3 separate regions of the Mus musculus genome follow, and all the other regions are linked to region 2. Evidence: chromatin contacts called from public HiChIP or PLAC-seq and promoter capture Hi-C data. All regions are on one chromosome and are shown on one strand. Each heading gives the region's core, a stretch centred on a gene start, on an enhancer-like site or on the middle of the called end of the contact. The rest is flanking DNA. Distances are from core to core; before and after follow the strand shown. Region 1 holds the start of Podxl2 (podocalyxin-like 2). Region 2 holds the start of Klf15 (Kruppel-like factor 15). Region 3 has its middle 13 kb from the start of Gm36409.

The links. Promoter capture Hi-C pulls out the DNA fragments that hold promoters and counts their contacts. HiChIP or PLAC-seq counts read pairs in DNA pulled down with a chosen protein or histone mark.
Region 1: a promoter capture Hi-C map of cranial neural crest shows a contact between it and region 2. The contact joins the promoter of Podxl2 here to the promoter of Klf15 in region 2. A contact is called at or near these places in 3 of 39 promoter capture datasets (cranial neural crest, hippocampal neurons and liver).
Region 3: an H3K4me3 HiChIP or PLAC-seq map of forebrain shows a contact between it and region 2, with 6 times the contacts expected there. The contact joins the enhancer-like site here to the promoter of Klf15 in region 2. A contact is called at or near these places in 2 of 39 promoter capture datasets (embryonic stem cells and pre-B cells), 1 of 115 datasets of contacts at active chromatin or transcription factors (forebrain) and 2 of 9 other capture datasets (adipose tissue and liver).

The regions. Positions count from the first base shown.
Region 1 is chr6:88,872,579-88,876,704 of GRCm38.p6, forward strand. It overlaps Podxl2 (podocalyxin-like 2), which reads right to left and starts at 2,468. Exons shown (of 8, transcript NM_001347327.2): 1 at 2,341-2,468. The coding sequence starts at 2,401.
Region 2 is chr6:90,460,854-90,464,490 of GRCm38.p6, forward strand. It overlaps Klf15 (Kruppel-like factor 15), which reads left to right and starts at 1,723. Exons shown (of 3, transcript NM_023184.4): 1 at 1,723-1,872.
Region 3 is chr6:88,958,660-88,962,662 of GRCm38.p6, forward strand. No RefSeq gene overlaps it. Among named protein-coding and RNA genes, the nearest start is that of Gm36409, 13 kb to the right of the region's middle. Within about 2 kb of position 1,467, at least 91 of the 459 cell types and tissues checked have an H3K27ac peak or open chromatin away from gene starts, as enhancers often do. A contact at or near this core is called in forebrain, where this site is marked.

The DNA of each region.
Region 1 (4,126 bases), core at 1,218-3,717, 1.6 Mb before region 2:
ACCAATTTTTATTCTCTGGAAGGCATGTTCCTTGCAATGGCTGCTCTGTCTTTATATAGACCTGATTATTTTCCAAAGGCTTGGGTACTGGGTGATCACTTAGGACATATGCGCGGGGGGGGGGGGGGGGGGGAGGGTCTCAGAATTATACTTGCTGTGTGATTCCTTTTCTTCCTCAAGCTCACTGAATTTTCTGTTACTTCATCACCCCAAAGGGAGGCAGAAAGGAAAAGGCACACAGGGAGGGACAAGGTGGATCAGCATCAAGAAAGATCTGATCCAAACAAGCCCAGAAAGGGGAGGTCACGGAGACAGGCAGACATCTTAGGGGTAGAGAAAGCCAGGGCCCCAGAACCCAGTGTGTGTCCTCCTGCACGGTCCCGCTCAGCCCTGGCAGGCAGGCTCTTCTGTCTACCACCAGCTGCACTCGGCCCTCCCCTGTCAGCAGCTTTCAAGTCAGATCCCCCTAAGCCCTTAGCAGACACCAGCATGGGAGGTGGCTGGGCAGCATCTGCCACTCTGCCCCCACAGCCCGGAGTGGCAGCCACAACAGAGATGCACCCCCACCCCACACCCCCATCCCCCACCCCCACCCGACTCCACTGATGTTTGCCGCTGAGAAAGAGTGCATGAGTGAAGCGTTCTTCTTTCTACACAAAGGTGTAGAAAGGAGGCACGCTGATAGACACACGTGTGCCTGCACAGAGATGGGGGCATACAAACGGGGTGAGGGAGAGAAGAGGAAAGGAGGGACCCTGATTGTCATCCCACTGGTCACCAGGATGGGGTCATGAGAGTCAGGTCTCCATACTGACTTGCACTGCTGGCAGAGATGGTGTGGTCCCTACCTAGAGAGAGAGAGCAGACCTCCCAGAGCTTTGCAAAGATCTGGGTGGTCTGTGTAGATGTCCCAGGCCAACATCAATAGACACTTCCCCATAAAATGTGCCCAGGGCAGGCACAGCAGTGTGAGGGGTCAGTTACCTCTCTGACTTTTTGTTTTATTTATCTATCTATTTATTTAGAGACAGGGTCTTGCTCTGCAGCCCAGACTGGACTTGGATTCCCAATCCTCCTGCCCCTTAGGTTCCAAAGAGCTGGAATTACAGTTAAGTACAACCCTAATCAGCGTTCTCCCACCTCCGCCCTTCTCCAGACATTTTCCTGGTGTTCTATCATTGACAGTCTCAAAGTAAGGGCCCACCACCTATTCATATCAAACAAGGTCTTCACCTGACTTCACATAGACGCCTCCTCGAATTTGTATACATTACACTGGGTGGGTTTTGGTGGGGTAACTGCCTGAGCACTAGTGGCCAGTCCCATGCCTGTCTCCACTGGAGGGGAAGCGACGCAGTCGAGGACACGCGTTCACCAAGTCTTGTAGCCCACCCAGCCCAGCACCCTGCTCCTGCCCCAGGCCCACCTTAGGACAGGGTCCCAGCTCCGATCTTCCCTGAGAAAGCTGCTCTCCCATGTCCTGGTCTGACCCACCTTTGCAGTCAGCCTTCCTCCCTCCCCTTCTGTGGTGGCGGCTTGCCTCTGAGCCTGTCAAGCTTTTGTGCCCGCCCCCTACACTCGCACACACCCCTGAATCCCATGTCTACCCTGAGAAGCTGTCTCTTTCTCCCTCACACACATATTTCTTACCTGCCTCAGGCCCCGACCTGTCACACGCCCACACTAACGAGGTATCCGGAGTGACTGCTGAATGAAAACCACGTACCCGAGTCTCACACACAGCCCCATATGGCGGCAGTCGCTGTCGCAGACCTACCCCTTTGTCAGCTCCTAATAAAGTTGCCCCGCGCAGTCGAGGACACGCGTTCACAACGACACGCACACGCCTTCCCAGGCAAGCTCCACGCACATGTAAACATCCACCTCGGCCACGCAGCTCTTTCTTTCTCGGCCCTCGGCATCCCCGGCCCACGCGCTTTGGGTACCCGCCGGACCTTTACGATGCGATTTCTCCAAGGGTGTCACCCGTGCGCTCTCGCCTCCCTGCTGAGCTTCTCTACACCCTCGCGCGCACACACGCACACGCCCCTCTGCTCCTTGGCCGCAGACTGGTCACCTGTCACCTGTCACCTGGCGAGGGGTGGGGCGCGGACACCCTGGTGCAGCGGCCCCGCCGCCGCCGTCCTCGAGCGCGCGCGTGGCACGGAGCATCCAGCGCCCAGGACAGGGCGCCTGGGGGGTCCCCGCGCCAGGCCCCGCGCCGCCGCCTCCTCCCCGCGCGCGGCCGACCCCGCGCGCCCCACAGCCTTTGTTCTGCGGCGCTGCCAGCACTGGCCCGTGGCGCGCTGCGCCCTCGCGGCTTGGCCCGGCCCCACTCACCGGCGGCCAGCAGCAACAGCAGCGGCGGCGGCAGTCGGGCGGCCCGCAGCGGCCGGGCCATGGTGCAGCGTTGCCGCCCGCAGCCGCAGCGCCGCGGCGCCCGGGCCGGCCTCGGGGGCGCGCAAAGCGAAGGCGGCGGCGCGCGTGCGCCCCGTTGGCCTGCGTACCCGCCACTCACGCGCTCATCCGCCCAATCGATGCAGCGGAGGGATCGGGGGCGGGACCCTATTGCGGAGTCCGGCTTCGCACCTGCACCTCGGGCCTCGAGCACTTCGCCACCCGGGGGGGGGGACCTCCCTGGGAAGCGGGTCCCGAACCTTTTGTGCAGCAGACCGGGCCCCAGTTACAGCGAAGGAGACAGAGGCCAGGATCAGCAGGGACCTGTTGGGGCACGTGGCCTGGGGATCCTGAAGGCCGGAGAGGACCAGGCTTTGGTGAAGGGACTGGGCAAGAGCAGAGAGCTGAACTCTGTGCCGGGTGTAGTTTATTTTCATTTTATGTGTGTGAATGTTTTCCCTACATGTACATATGTGCACCACGTGCGTGTTTGAAGTCCACTGATGGTTGTTGAGCCACCATGTGGGTGCTGGGAACTGAACTTGGGTCAGTCCATGCTCTTAACCTCTGACCCACTACAGCTTCCAGGGGTAGTTTAGACCCCCAATTTCCAGTTGGCTTTCACAGCCTGAGGAGATTTGTCCTTGTCTTCAGACATCTTGTGGGAGTCACCTTTCTCTCTAGCCAGCGCTTCTCCTTGACTTCAAGTTTCTTTTTGTGCCAATATGGCAAATCCGACAGGCATTGCTCTTCCTAAGTGTCAGGAGGGCAGGAACATTCCTCAGCATGTTCCAGAGCCACAAGTGTAGGAAGGCAGGTTAAGCACAAACGGAGGCAGAGGGGACCTTCTATGGAGACATTTATAGGATGCATGGATGTTGGGTAAGCTGGGTTTTGGCGAAACCATTCTAGATACAGAGAGAAACTGTGGCAATTCTCAGATAGAAAGATGTCTCACTTCTTTAAGTGACAGTGAAAACACTGACTGAAGCGTGACTGTCCCACGCCTGTAATATTTGTACCGCACTAGAAGGGATTCAGGTTAAGACCAGGGCAGTCTGAGCGACATAAGATTGTCTGGTGGGGGAGGGGAGCTAGAGAGACAGCTCCGCACAGAGTTTGTGGCTCTTGGAGGACCCAGATTTGGTTCCCAGCACCCACACTTGCTACTGTCTGTAACTCCAGCTCCAGGAAACCCAGTGCCTAGTCTTCTACTAGATTGAATCAGTCTGTACTTAAAGGCATGCTGTGTTGGGAGAGAGACTCTAGGTTTGTGTTTTAAAAAAGAAGAAAAGGCTTTGGACTCCTTCCGAAATAATAAGGATCAGACTTGACAGAGGGCGACTCCCTGAAGATCTTGGCTACAGACAAGAAGAGGAAGACTGGCAAGATCAACAAGATGGGTAATGTATACACTGATCCCTATACTTGGGGACAGCTCTGGGACTTAAATGTCTATATACAGACAACAAATTGTATTGACTACAAAATTCTCAGGGCTTATTATGACATACCATCTTTTCAGATAGTGTAAATGGAGATTTGAGTTTGATTATATGATCAGACTAACTTCTAAAGAAAGACAGTTGTCTTTCACCTGTTCAAACAGCAGAAAATCATTCTTAATTGATCTCCGCACCCCGCACTTTCAATGCAAATGTCGATAAGGTTTGTATATTGCAGAATGGAAGACCAAGAAGGCAGCCCTGACAGGATTCACCCTCGAGGA
Region 2 (3,637 bases), core at 473-2,972:
CACTTACATTCTCCGTAGGAGACAAGAGTTTACAGAATAAAATAAAAACTTCTAATACATTAGAAAATAGTAAGTCTCCAGAACTGTTAAACTGGATAGGAAAATGGGGGGTGGGGGATGCAGCAGGGAGCAGGGGGCAAATGCAGGCTCCCTTGAAGATGCCACTTGAGTGAAGGAGGGAGCCATGGGAATGTTGGGAAGGGAATCATACTCAGACAAACAGCATGTACAAAGGTCCTGAGCTTGCGCCTGGCAGGTTAACCTGAGAAAGAGAGGTCATGGAACAAAGGGACCCAAAAGAGACTGAGGAAGGCTGAGAGAATGGGGTTATATATACTTCCTGTGAGTGAGCTGGGAGCCCTGGGAAGGTTCTGAAGCAAGGATGCCTAATGTGACTCAGGTTTAGGCAGAATGTCCTAGGTTGGCCATGGCTTCTAGACAGCTGGGGCATCTTCCCTGTGGACTGAGGCCGCTCAGCTACACTGTTGCTTTCAAGCTTCTGATCTTTGACTGCACTTCTCCCTGGGGGTGGGAGACATTGGACAGACAGAGTGTGAGGAATGCAGAGCCCAGGGTAGGCAGGGCTATGGAGAAGTGTGCTGGCCCAGCCTGACCCTGCCCTCCCTTGACAAGATAGGATCAATCAACTTTATGGACTAGCCAACCCCACCTGCTCTGCGTGCTAGCCCTGGCTAGCTATTCACTGGCTGTAGAATACTGGGGAAGACTCAGACTGGGCCTATGATCAATCAGAACGTTGATGACCATCTTGTGCTAAGCACAGACTCCTTCCGTGCTCTGGCTAAGACTCAGTTTAACTGCTGGATCATGGGCACTCACCTGGAGAATCCTCAGATCCTTATTTAAGGGATCTGGCTAAAAATCCTGGCCCCAACAGGGACGGCTTGGAGAAGCAAGGGGAAAGGCTGGCCACCTCGCAGTGTCAGGTAGGAAGCGCCAGGAAGGAAGGTCTGTCCAAATGTCCTGGGTATTAAGAAGCAGGGGAAAGACAAGACAGACCTGGCTGTGCCTGGCCCTCTATCTGCTTGGCTAAGAAGGCCCACGCTCGCTCTCAGCGGGTTTTTTCACGCCGCCCGGGTTTGAAGCCAGGCAGTGTAGGCTAAAGTGCACAGCAGGGTACCCAGCACTCTCTGCTCACGTGTTTTCTTGGGCTTCACTTTCCTCATTAAACCGGTGCAAAAGCTGTCTATGATGGCTTGGGACTGCAATCTGGAACTCCCTCTGCAGATCAGAAGCACCCTGCAGTCTTTGGGGAGGTGCCGCCACTGGTGGTGGTCAGCAAACCTCCGCAGTTTGTCAGTCGCAGAAGTCTAGGGTAGCGCAGTGAGCGTCCATTCCCGTGAGTAACCATGACCGCTGGAGGAAAGACCAGATGTATTTTTACAATTGGTCCCTTTAGACACGGTCCCTACTAGATCGGGCCTTGTTAGGAATGCGGAGGGGGTTGCAGGGACGATTCCGCTCCCGAGGTCCCACGTGGTCTGCACTTCGGGACTCTGCGGGCTTTCAGTGGATTCTAGAACCCGTCTCACGTGCGCATCGGAGGACCCAGTGCAGATCCACGAAGAGACCGGAGAGCGCGTGGGCAGCGGGAGGGTGCGGCCGAGGCGGGGCGGGGGCGCGTGACGCGCGGCGCTAGCCAATGGGGCGCGCGCCCGAGGCCGAGCCTCCTGCGAGCCTTCGCGGCGCCCGCGGCGTCACGTGAGCGGCCGGAGAGCGGGGAGAGCGGCGAGCGGCGAGCGCCCAGCTCGGCCGCAGGGAGTGCGGGCTGCGGCCAGGAGCGCTGGACGCGCGGCCGCATACGGAGCCGGGCCGCACGCGCGAGGCCGCGCCAGGCGACGCGGAGTCCAGGTGGGAGACGCGCGATGTACCGCGGCCGCGTGGGTCCTCCCTTGGGGATCACGGGCCGTCCCCTGGCGCGCGCTGTAGGAACCACGCGCGGAGGCCCGGGAAATGAGGGGACCCCGGAAATGCGGGGACCCCCGTGAGCGCGCCGGGCCTGCAAAGGGCAAATCCGGTGTGCGCAGCTTCTGCCCGCGGAGCCCACGCGCGTCCGTGGCACTCCTGGACCTGCGCTCCCATATGGCGGGGCCTGGAGACCAAGGGGCGGAGAGGTTACTGTCGGTCACTGTTGCGGTGGCCTAAGAGGGGACGCGAAGGGGGTCACTGGGCGGAGGGTAAGGTACTCTCCGAAGCTGTGCGCCAGAGTCCGAGCCACCTCCTTCCCACGTACTTCACACCCACGGGTGGGCACCCACGCGCGGGCACCTGGCGGACACCCGCACGGCTGCACTGCGCCCAGCACACGCAATCACACGACACAAACTCACACCCATTTGCGCGTACCCGCAGCGTGCGCTTATGTTCCGTATCCCCACGCAGAGTCCTCAGGCCCCTCTGAACAAACATTACCGGAGGGACCGCTGAGGGTAGCAGCCGCAGGGGGCAGGTCATCCCTCTTGGAAACATTCTCCCCTGGAGGGCACAGGGGAGGTTTGCTACCACGGTATGGGAAGGTGAAATCTCAAATGTTTGACTGAGTCCTTCAGATATTGCCCCCGACCATGGGGAGTCCCCGCCGCCCTACAGGTGCGAGAATGGCAGTAACTTTGGGGCCTTCGGACTCCTCAGGGAGAAGACTCTTATTTTGAAGACCGGCCCCCATTCGCCACCCCCGTGATTTGCACGCTGACCCAATGGCTAGCCCTTGGCCGGCTCTCGGCTTGTTATCAATTACATGTTGTTCCTACAGCCGCTGTGTCCCCGGGAGGATAAACAGCAGGCCTGGCCGGCTAAGAGAGGGGGCGGAGTCCAGCGGCCTGCCGGGGACCGTGCCCAGAACAGGGTGCCCCCTCCCCCTGCACGCAGCCTGCGCCTCTGGCTACGCCACGTGCTGCTGTTTTTCTGGGACCGGCTTGATCGCTGGCACTTGGGCTTTCAAGTCCTGGGTCCAGGAAGTCCTGGATCCCCTGGGCCTTCAGTACTTCAGTGTCCCCAGGGTTGCTCAGCACTGTTTTAAGATCCTGTGTTATAACCGGTTAGGGCCACTCCACTCCTGCATTTACTCCTGGATTCTGGAAACATTCAGCAAAGGCTAGGTCTGGTTTTGACTCTAGATCTAGCCCTGTAGTGAACAGTCAAGACTGCTTGTATTCTGGTGGGGCTTGAGCATACAAGACAGTTTTCACAGTGATACCTGACCGTGAAGAATATAATCCTGGTGGCTTGTCCAAGGTGGGAGTGGCTTCTGAGTTGAGATTTAAATAATGAGCTCCCATCTGGAATGCTAAGAGAGCCAGGACTTCCACAAAGGGGGCCATTGGCGCCAAAGCCAGGGCTCAGTAGGGTGATCCAGGCCTGGAACAGTTAGAGGGGCAGTTTGGGCGCGGGCAGGGCCCTAGTACTCTGAGTCCTGGAAGAATCTGAAACATTTTGGGGGGAGGGGCTCCTTCCGATGTAATTCTATTTTGTCACCCTACTTTCTTACCTGTTCTCCCTCTCCCTCCTTCTGTGTTTCAGTGGGATCCCACGTGGTTGCCTTTGAATTTATGATTCTCTGGCCTCAGCCTCCTGAGTGCCATGATTATAGGCATGAGTCACTATGCCCACCCAAATT
Region 3 (4,003 bases), core at 217-2,716, 1.5 Mb before region 2:
GGCTTCAAGTGGGACTGACTCAGTGGAGGGGCCAGCAAGGAATCCATGTGTAAAGCTAATGGGGCTTGTCCAATAGTACACTGAGTCTTAGTTAATGCTGTTAAGTAGCAGCAGTATCCGAAGCACAGTTGGCATTACTGTTGGACTCCACAAAAGACAGGTCTGGCGTGAACAACCATGCATACTTAGCCATGCAGTGTGCAGTGTGGGCGGTGGAGGGATGACCTGGTCTGTCCTCACTCCACCCTTACAGATGTACTCACAGGCATCACTTGCCTGAGCCTGTGTCCTCTTCTGTAAAGCGGAGATTCAAGCAGAGCTGTTATGTGAGGGTCATAGCTGGCACCAGCTGCCACAAATTGACACCTTAGATGGACTCATTCTCTCTGTTCTGTAGGCTATGCATTTGGGGTCAGGGCAGAACAGCCAGGGCTTCCTAACTTCTTGTTGTGTGTTGTGCGATTTCTTCTTTGGGCATACTTGAAGAGAGGGAGTGTGTCTCTATGAAGACACTAATTCTGTTGGATCAGATCCCCGCTCAAATTCATGACCTCATTTAACTGAAATTTATTCCTGATAGGTTTTATCTCCAAATATAGTATGAGGTGAGGATATGTTGTGAATGTGAAGTTTGAAGGAGACACAATTAGTTTAGGGTGAGGGGGTTAAGGGGCTGGCCCCTGTGGCATGCAAGCGCCTGAGATCCATGCTATTACAGTTGCCATCTTCAGGCTCTTGCCCCTTCTCCTGTGTGCTGTTTCCAAATGACCTGAGACATGTCTGCATATTAGCAATATCTGCTGTGGCCTTGGGAGGGGAACTAGGACTTGCATGCCAGGGTTTCCCTGGGCCTGTGGTTAGCTTCCCACCTGGGAATCTGCAGGTCTGAAAAGCCTCTGAACCCAGCCTTCTGCTGCCTCCCCATTGGCTGTCCTGACCATCACCTAATGAAAGGCAAGGACCAGGAGGGACGGTTGAACAATCTTGGTTGGAGCTACTTTGCTCTGTACCTCAGTTTGACCATCAGCAACCTGACTTGAAGGTCTGTAGCTCCCAGAAGATAGAATCTGTCAGGGTGGGTGCCAGGAGACTGTGGGGGCAGTGGATACAGGCAGATCCTTGCTAGCCTTATGGGGTAGGTATCAATCTGTGGGCTTCCTCCACCCCCAACTACTCTTGAGCATCCTCAACATATTCTCTGCTGTTCTGATGCCCTGTTGCCTTGGAGACCACTCACAGGCTTCCTGGGGCTGAGGATGGAGGAGACAGTTCTGGGGTACTGGGAGGACAGAGTGACATCTTGGAGCAGCCCACAGGCCTGTACCACATGCCAGTCCTCTGCACCGCAGGAAGACCAAGGCTGAGAGTAGTCCTGTCTGGCTCTGGGCCAGGGCAGGCTCTTCCTAGCTGTTAAGGAGAACTGGAGCTGTCTTCTGTCTTCTACGCTCTCAGTGGGCGTGGAGCCAGCCGTGGCTCAGCTGAAGGGCCAGCAGGGGGCTACAGTGGTGTGGATTGTCAGGGCCTGCGGCTGTCACGCCTCTCTCACGGCTTCTAGCCTTTATTCAGGAGGATATTTCTCTTTCCAGTGCACACCACACACATTGGCTGATTTATAACCCAAACTATTGTTGGAGTTATGTGTGTGTTTCACCACTCTTAATTTATAAGTGAGGAAACTAAGGCACAGAGAGGTTAAAAATCTTGTCTGAATTCACACAACTTAGTAGACAGGTGCAGATGAGCCAAGCAGGCTAATCAGCATTTGTCCCCCTGGGTCCATGGTGTGCCTTTCTGTGAGCTTAGCCACCCTGGGGTCATAGTCTTTGGTGGAACATAGAGCTGTAGAATAGGGCCTAGGAAGGGTGGAGGTTGGCCTTGGACTTCTGCTCCCTCCTGCTGTGGTGGACACTGCGCTAGTTGCTTCTCAGCCCTGTGACGCCAAGCTTTGCTCAGCCTGGGCATGGCTGAGACAAGACACCACCTGAGATTCCTTATCTGAAGCACTCTGCTCATACAGTCTCATCACCAGACCCTGCCTCAGAAAACGGCCCTCAGGCGGAAGCCAGCCTCGGAGCGGCATGCCAATGCTTCCATTTCAGCCAGCTCTTGCAGCCTTTGCTCTAGCTTTCTGCTCCACACAGAGGCTCGCTTCACCCTGAACGTGCCATGGTCTGCCCTGTGACTTCCTGAATCGTCCCTTCCTCCTTCAGTGACGAACAGGCTCCCTTTCCTGAGCTCTGCTATAGACATTTGTCATCTGATCCTGGGTCCTGTTTGTTCCCTGATCAAATCATTTTTGTACCAGGAACAAGAAACCCAGTGAGGCTCCGCAGGCTGAGAGCAGAAGGCCTGGGTCCACTTATCCCAACCAGAAAGGTGGTGCCATCTCATTGTAGAGGGGAGGACCACACATCTGGTCTCCTGACCACGTCACGCTGGCACATACGTTCAGCCTGACTCCTTGCATTCTTTGGGGATAGTCTCACACATATTTCTAGACTCCAGATTTCTGCCTGTGAATGTCTGGAATGTGGCTAGGGAGACCAGCCACTGAAGCCAGGCCACAGATTTGCTTACATGACAGACTGCAAACACCCCCCCCCCTTTTTTTTTTCCCCATGACTGGCCTGGAAGTGTCTCTAAGAGTGGGTTTGGGAGAGGGGACATCAGTCAAGCATAGGCAATGAGGAATGTTGGAACAAACTTGGAGCTGCTGGTCCCAGGTGGCACCGCCCCACTGGGAAAGGTGCTTTGAAGTGGCACCACTAAGGTGAAAATGAGAGATGGAGGAGACGCTGGATGCTAGGGTACCTTGCATTTTGAGTGCAGCCAGCCCTCCCCAGGCTATAGATGGGTCTGAGTGGGAGTCTGATGCTTATAACAGAAAGATGGACCCGCACATTCTTGTGGTAGGCAGGGACAGGGCCTGTGTGGTCAGAGTCATGTCCTCTGTATGGTGGTCACCTGGCTGTGCCTGCAGACTACCTCCTCCCTGTCTCCTCTTCAGGGCCCTGTTGCGATTCCTGCTTTTCTCTCTCTCTGGCTGCTGCCCTTCCTGATTGAGGTGGCCACCGTTTCCATCTGTGGCTAAATCTGACGCCATATCCTCTCTTGTTTTTCTACCCCCACTAACTGCTTCTGTGGCCGAGTCATGTGTCCTGGCTTCCCTGCAGGTAAAGTGGTCATCTGACTTGCTTCTGACCAATGGAAGGAAAGGGAGGCTTTCCTGGGGCAGGCAGAAATCTGGCTTTCTGCATAAAGTCATGGAGTCTCATAAGTTTTTCTCTCCCTTTCCTGCCTGCCTCTCCCTTTCCATCTTCCCCTCCCTGGGGAGTGGAGTTCAGGATCCCATGCGTGCTGAGCTGAACAATGTATCTGTGTTGCATCCAGCCTGCTTTCCGGTGCTGTGGACATGCCATGCCTGCAGTCACAGTGGCTGCAGAATGGCTGGTAGCAGGATGAAAAGCTTGTTGGTTGAGCATCAGGAAAAAGACCTGACAATGTAGTACTGGACATCTTGGTTGAGGAAATAAAGAAATCAAGCTGGGGTTGGGCTCAAAGCTCCCTTCCTGCTAGCCAGTGCCAGAAAGTGCTATGCAGGCTGTTGGGCGAGAATTGTCACCAACTGGCTTACTCAGTTTCAGACTCTATGCCATAGGAGTGACCAGCCAGGCAAGAGGTGATAGTGGCAGGTCTGTTACAGGAACCATCATCTCTTTCTGACTGGAATTAGTGCCTGTTCCATGGGATGCAATTCAGGTCTTGTACTGTAAGTGAAGTCAAAAGCCCATGGCCTGGGAGGCCATAGGTCCTAGTGTGGAAGAGGTGGGGCAGGGGGAGAGGATGGCTCACTGGGAAGAATGGGACAAGAAGATCACAATGGGGAGGGGTGTATATATTTGAAATACATTAGGTATGATTTGCCAAAAAATGAAATATATTGTTCTGTATAATTAATATATGCTGATAAGATAGGTTGGAAAAGAAGTAAGATTGATCAGAA